Regions from separate parts of the Sus scrofa genome. Here region 1 is linked to region 2. A link is a contact called in public HiChIP or PLAC-seq data. All regions are on one chromosome and are shown on one strand. The core of a region is the stretch at or near the end of the contact, and the rest is flanking DNA. Distances in the headings are between cores, read along the strand shown. Region 1 overlaps LOC110255744 (a long non-coding RNA gene). Region 2 overlaps STARD13 (stAR-related lipid transfer protein 13).

Region 1 (3,453 bases), core at 517-3,016, 190 kb after region 2:
CAAAAAGTCCCAGAATGAACACAGATAGAATATCACATGATCAGGAAAGCTGATTAAGCATTTGTCAAAGCCCATAGAACTGAACTGACAGGAAGGGTGAACCCTAATGTAAGTAATGATTTTAGTTAATGATACTGTAACAATATTGGTTCATCACCGTAGCAAATGGGTCATGCTAAAGAAGGATGCTAATAATAGGGGAAACTGGGTGTGGGAGTGAAGGGTGAGGAGTATTTGGGAACTTTCTACACTTTTTGCTTAATTTTCCTGTAAACTTAAGATTGCTCTAAAAATGAAGATTTGTTTTTTCCTTTTTTTTTTTTTTTTTTTTTCTTTTTAGGGCTGCACCATTGTATATGGAAGTTCCCAGGTTAGGGGTCGAATTGGAGCTGTGGCTTCTAGCCTATGTCACAGTCACAGCAACGCCAGATCCTTAACCCAATGAGCTAGGCTAGTGATAGAACCCGCATCCTCCTGGATACTAGTCAGGTTCATTACCACTGAGCCACAACGGGAACCCCTAGTTTTTTATTTTTTATTTATTTTATTTTATTTTTTGGCCATGCCCACCACATGCAGAAGCTGTTACAGGGCCAGGGATAGAATCCACGCTATAACAGTGGCAATTCTGGGGTCCTTAACCCAGTGAGCCACCAGGGAACTCCCTAAAATTTAGTTTTTTAAAAGTTAGTTATTTCCTGTATCAACTATATAAAAGCTTGCAGTGCACGTTCAAAAAAAAAAAAAAAAATTCAAGTCCAGAAAATATAAATCTAGGATCTATTCAGCCTCTAACCATTTAGCCCCCAAATCTACAGTTTCCAGCTCAGTCAAAGAAACTAGCCAGAGGGTGACTACACTCAAGGTCAAAGAGTGGGGCTTGTGGAAGAGCCCCATGGGAGAGTTAACATTTGACGCCTCCCCATGAGACCCTGAACGAGTTAGTGCAGATTCCTCAAAGACCGACCAAGTGGTAAACCCAGAAAGACAGAACTACTTTGGGAATGGAATCTGTGCTCATCAGGATATCACACTACCAGTGTTAGCTGCTCACCTCAAAGGTCCCTTTACAACTGGGACAGAAGGCGCTCCAGACCTCCAGCCCTTAGGATGGAAGCACAGCAGACGTTTCCTTCCCCCACTGGATCGAGCACCACCTTCTCAATGCAGCATCTACCAACCTCCCAATCTACAATGCAAACACTCCACCCCTGCCAACTCCTTACCCTCTTTTGCCTTTTTCTTTCTTTTTTTTTTTTTTTTTTTTTGGACTAGCACATTTATCACACTCAGCATATTATACATTTTGCTCAACCTTGCTCATTGTTTTCTCACCTCACTAGTGTAAGTACTAGGAGGAGAGAGATTTTCCTTTTACTCTTGTATCTCAGCCTCTAGAAGGATGAACCTGGCACTCAATATGCCTCCTGTACATATTTGTTAAATTGAAAGAATAAACTAGAACAGGGTCTAAATAGGAAGGTGTATCAGATGCCCAGTTTGCAAGGAATTGAGAAGCAACCAGACCTGATGGAGGCAAACGTCAGAGTGCATGGAAAGGACGTATAAAACAGAACCATTAGAGTTTAAGGCCCTCATGCTCTATCTCCCCAGGCCTTTGCACTAGCTTTCTCAGTTTATTTTTGACACACTGCATTGGGTCATCACCTATTACCAGTAAAAAAAGAGTTGAAAGGAGAACAGGGGTCAACAAGATTGGATGATAGGACTGCAATCCGCCAGACTGGCTGGAGGCTTGAGCGAAATAGCTTTTGGATTGAAGCGGAGCCCTTGCTTGGCTTTTTTCACTCTCATTAGCAAAATAAGGGTGACCAGTTGGCCACCTAGGACAACTGCCAAATAGAGAACTTCTGTGACACATTCTATAGAGATTTAATTTCAAGGTTTTTTTCTGCCGCCACACCAGAAAAAGAAATAGCCATCCCAAACCACTTAAATACAGTAGGAAACATAAAAACAAATGCACCCCAAGAGAGTAAGGACTGTACTTAGGGTTCCCACGACAAATCTTCCAAAATCAACAGTGTGGTTTCGTTGAATGTTATCAAAGCTTACGAGCCATACATTCCCACGACATGACTCAGGGACTTTATTTCCTGCCTTCACTTCCTTCAGCTCGGGACCTCACTGAGAGCTTGGCTTTCGTGTGTAGCAATGTAGATATTTCTAGCTTAGCTCGCGTAGACCATAAAAACTGCTCAGAGAATGAATACGCAACGTGTGAGAAGCAAATCAGAAATTTCCCTATTTCATCCACTTTTGTAATTGTACTTCCAATTAAAAAAATATTCACATCAGCTTTTCCTATCACATAAGGTTTTCTCTGATATCACTTGAAACTTTGGAAAGAAGTGTTTCTGTTTTACGTTAGAGAATTGTTATGAAAATGCTAACTTAATAGGAGTTTCTCTATACGGGGAACTATCTGAAAAACCCTCAAAGATAAATGATAAACATTTACAAGAGCGGCATGAGCTCCCAAGTTAAAGGACTGAAAAACTTGAACACTCTCTTCATGTGGATCTCTTACTTTCTTACCAGGCTTGAGTAAAATATTTAAATATTTATGTCTCAGTTTTACCATCTTCTAAACAGGATAGAAATACTTGCTGTGTATATATGACCTTTGAGTAAAGCTGGTAGAAAGAAGGAGGAGGTTATGGATGGTTCTGAATTGTTTTGAATTATTCCTTGTCTTCTCCCCTTCTCCTATAATGGATGATTTAAATCTTTTTTCATCTCGGGCAAAACATCTTTCTACATTTATTACATTGTATCATTTATTTCAGACAAGGAGGTCTTTGAAGCAAGTTTTAAAATAAGAAAATACAACAGCATAGTTACTAACATAATAATGAGAATTGTTACTACTAAATTAATTAGAATAATTGGTCAGTTCCTAAAATACCCTCATGGTAGCAATTTCCTTTGGGTCTCATTCTTAATGTGCAGATCTCTCCCGAACACATCATCCTACTTGATTATGCAGCAATTTCCCGTCTTCTCATACATGATATTAATATTAGCATTCAGTAATTTATTCATGTTAACTACTTGTGTCATATTAAGTTCTTTGTCTGAATAACTTGTATGACAAGACACATTATAAAATATATATTTTTTTTCTTCTGGCCATGCCCACAGGATGTGGAAGTTCCTAGGCCAGGGATTGAATCACCCCACAGCTGTAACCAGAGTAATAGCTACGACACCAGATCCTTTACCCTCTGAGCCTTGAGGGAATTCCATAATATGGTTTTAAGTATTAAACATATAAATGACTTCCACTTTTGTTAACTCTCTTTTTACAATACCTAGGACAGAGGAATATACAGAAAAGTGCATTTATTTTATTTTATTGTATTTTGGCCATGCCTGTGGCATGCAGAAGTTTTGGGGCCAGAAACTGAACCCATGCCACAGCAGCAACCC
Region 2 (3,513 bases), core at 731-3,230:
GGATTATTCTCCACCGAACAAGCTCCTGCCTCTTCATTCACAAAGTTTCCCCTCAAAGGCCACTGCACTCAAGACACCAAGCCTTTCCGGGTAATAACTACGTACACAGCGTGCTCAGCAACTTTCAAAGATTTTCACAGCAGTCTGGGCTTAATAATTGCCTTGCTCCTGGAATCCACCACCACCAGCACACTCGAACACGGAGAACCAAACAAACTCATGTTGAAACTACCGAACAAAACTCCAGCATCTTAAAGGAATATGTTTATAAAGGGGGCATCCTTTCACCTTTCTTTCCCGAGGCTTTGCAAGACAGGCTGGGCCGGGCAAGGCCCCAAGAGAGCCCTGGGCACGTCCTTCCTTCATCAGATAATCTGGGCAGGTGACACCAGGTCCCTTCAGGCCTCTCACTCTCAGGCAATCTGCTGTGACCACAGAGAGCACTTACAAGTCTCCAGCTCCACAGTCACACCAGGCTGTCCTGCCTAAAGGAGGACCGTCCACACTGCTGATTGGCCTTGGCAGGAAGCCTGATTTATACTGGAGATTCTTGACTCAGAAAGCATGTGATCTGTGACACTTTGACTTGTCAAAGTCCCCCAGTCGATCACACAGTGTCTTTCACTTTAGAAGGTTTTATTCTGCTCGTGATTGTAAGAAATTATTTATCAAGGGTGAAACAATATTCACTAGCTGAGTAAAAAACACAAGTAAAATTCTCGACATCTCAGAGTGGCAGAAAAATAAGAAGGAAAAGTGGTGTTTCAAATGACCCTAATTAATTACATTTTCCCTCAGAGCACATCAAATATAAAAAAATATAAAAGAGTTAGTAGTGTTGGGCTATTTGGGAACAAATTAAAAACAAAACAGAGTTCTCTTGCGGCACAGTGGGTTAAGGATCCAGCACTGTCACGGCAGCAGTTTGGGTCACTGCTGCGGCGCAGGTGTGACCCCTGCCAGGAACGTCCACATGCTGTAGAAATGGTCAAAAAAAAAAAAAAAAAAAAAAAAAAAAGAGAGAGAGAGAGAGAGAAAGAGAAACAAAAAAAAAAAAAAAAAAAAAAAAAAAAAAAAAAAAAAAAAAGAGAGAGAGAGAAAGAGAAACAAACACTTAAAAAAAAACAACAAACCACAGAGAGGCCCATTATTCTCACATCCTTGAGGGGTGATATACATCACTATTGAAGGGAGAGAAGAGTGATGTTTTACGTCCAGCTGAGGACTGAAGCGCTGGGGCTTGCTTTGCATGGCTCCTGTGCTCAGGCCCTGAGATCCCTTCCCAACAGGTGCCTGGCCTCACTTGGCCAGAACTGAGGAGGACTCCTTTCATCTGAATCAAATTCGCAGCAATTCTCTTTTCTCTTGATAAGACCACTGGATAGCAGGAGCTGGGATGATTCCCATTTGACAGAACAAGAAACTGAGGCACTGGGAGATTAAATCAAAACATCCATGATCATCAGGTCAGGACAAAAGTGTCCTGGAACCAGGCCTCCTGGTTTCCAGTCCCCTGAGCTTGCTCTACGGGTCAGGTTTCTCTTTTCACTCGAGAAACCTCACTATCTTAAGAGTCACATTGTTCCTTTGTCTTCAAGATTCATTTTCCCTGTGGAAGTTTTGTAGCTGAATGTAATTCATGTGTCTGGTTGCTTTCTCCACAATTTAGGCTGCTTGTATTGAAGAAGCAGCACTACCACCTATATCATGGGTTGTGCCTACAAACCCAGTTATTTGAGAAAACCTCAAATCACATGCCACCAAGCACCAAAAACTTAACCGTTTCTCCTTACAAACTCCCTGCCTGGAGCAGTCACACAAGCACAGTCAGTCCCACCAATCTCTTTATGTAAATAGCAGTCATCCAACAAGGGAGGAGGTCTGTTTATTATTTTTGATCCTGTTTTTGCTTCTGGCAAAATTTCACAAACAGCAGAAGTTGGCAGAACATCGGTATTTTCTTCTGACTGGCTACTGTTCTCCAGCTACAAGTGCAGAGCGCAACTGCAGCTATTCTGCTCTGCAGGCCGCGGCTGTGGCTGAGGTCAAAACTGCACAATCTGGGCAAAAAAAAAACAAAAAAACAAAAACCAAAAAAAACAACTCTAGTTCAGGGCTTCTCTCAGGAAATGGAGACCCTGGTTGAACACATGCTTTCCTTCCACTACGGAAGTGATGAGCAGAGGTCCAGGGTCCAGAGAACACTGCCGGTCTGACCTGATTCCCGCCTCGATTCTCACCTGCTACGGCCCCTGGTGAAGATCACATGTGTTGCCAAGCTCCAGGGCCCCAAGATCCCTGGGAAATCTGGGGGAGCACAGCATCCACCCCCGGCACTTTCTAGGAAGAAGGGCGGCATTTTGCAGGGTAGAGAAGGTGGGTAAGGAGTTTGGGGGTGGAGGAATCTGGTTTTTTAACTCCGGTATGCTTGTTCCTACATAACCTTGCTAGATTCCTTGCCAAAGGCCAAATGCTGCTGCCTTGATGTTTACTTTGGACAGGGCGCCCTCGCTGAAGAGCAGCCAGCCCTCAAGAGAGTGGTGGGGGGTGGTTAGTAGAGAGAATGAGCGTGAGGAATTGCTGCTGGTTTTGGATACAGAATAAAGTCCTTCAACAACTTGAGGGGCTGGAGGGGGAGAAGAGGGAGGGAGAGGAGCAAGGAGGTCCCAAGTGATGAAGAAACCCCAAACAGCCTGCCTGGGTGCTGGGTAGACAGGCTTATTACCTAATTACGAGGGTGCCAGGGTTGTCCATGGTGAAGAACGTGGGCTTCTGAATCACAAAGACTCCAGTTCAAAGCCCAGCTCTGCCACCTACTTGCCAGGATACTTTGGGAAAGTTATTTAACTCTGAGTCTTTGTCTATGCCTCTGAACAATGAATATCAAAGGCCTGTTAGGCTTTACTGTGTCTATTGCCCAGGTGAGTAAATTTAATTCTTGAGTCTTTTAAGAAAATTACAGAGTAATATACGTAGTGCTGAAAAGGGTTCCTGGTACATACGAGGGAATCCTCAACAAGAGTACGTGTAAGTAACTGTTAGGGTTTTAAAGATTTTGTCATCGTTTCAAGAGCTAAAATCTGTCGCTTAGAATTGATCAAAAGTCCACATCATCACTCCCCAGATCCAAGTATTTGATCTAAATGCACTGAAATGTTAATAAACGACGGTGTCTCTCCATGACCAATCCAAACTTCCACTTTCCTTTTCCCTCGGGTGACCCAGTGGAAAGTTCTGCCCCAGCCCAGGAGGCATGGCTCGCCTGCACCTCTGGATGCAGCTGCACAAGCTCCAGCAGCCAAAGGAAGCATGACTGACAGTTAATGAGCTGAAAAGAACCTGTCTCAATTCCACGTCATCCCTGCGTTACAGAAGCAAGCGACAGGCTTCCCAGAATAGAAGCTGCCGTGTCCAGGGCCAGTTCTGTTAAAATAACCAAAGATGGGAGAGGAAGACAAAAGTGAGAGGAGAAATGTCACGTGAAACAGAATTAGAAGGGCTCTGTCAGAAACT

Evidence for each region. HiChIP or PLAC-seq counts read pairs in DNA pulled down with a chosen protein or histone mark.
Region 1: an H3K27ac HiChIP or PLAC-seq map of skeletal muscle shows a contact between it and region 2. The contact joins two enhancer-like sites. A contact is called at or near these places in 2 of 47 Hi-C or Micro-C datasets (embryonic fibroblasts and fibroblasts) and 1 of 2 datasets of contacts at active chromatin or transcription factors (skeletal muscle).

Annotation. Positions count from the first base shown.
Region 1 is chr11:9,863,980-9,867,432 of Sscrofa11.1, forward strand. All of the region lies in intron 3 of LOC110255744 (a long non-coding RNA gene), which reads right to left. Among named protein-coding and RNA genes, the nearest start is that of STARD13, 130 kb to the left of the region's middle. Within about 2 kb of position 1,767, at least 29 of the 83 cell types and tissues checked have an H3K27ac peak or open chromatin away from gene starts, as enhancers often do. A contact at or near this core is called in skeletal muscle, where this site is marked.
Region 2 is chr11:9,675,266-9,678,778 of Sscrofa11.1, forward strand. All of the region lies in intron 1 of STARD13 (stAR-related lipid transfer protein 13), which reads right to left. Among named protein-coding and RNA genes, the nearest start is that of STARD13, 61 kb to the right of the region's middle. Within about 2 kb of position 1,981, at least 39 of the 83 cell types and tissues checked have an H3K27ac peak or open chromatin away from gene starts, as enhancers often do. A contact at or near this core is called in skeletal muscle, where this site is marked.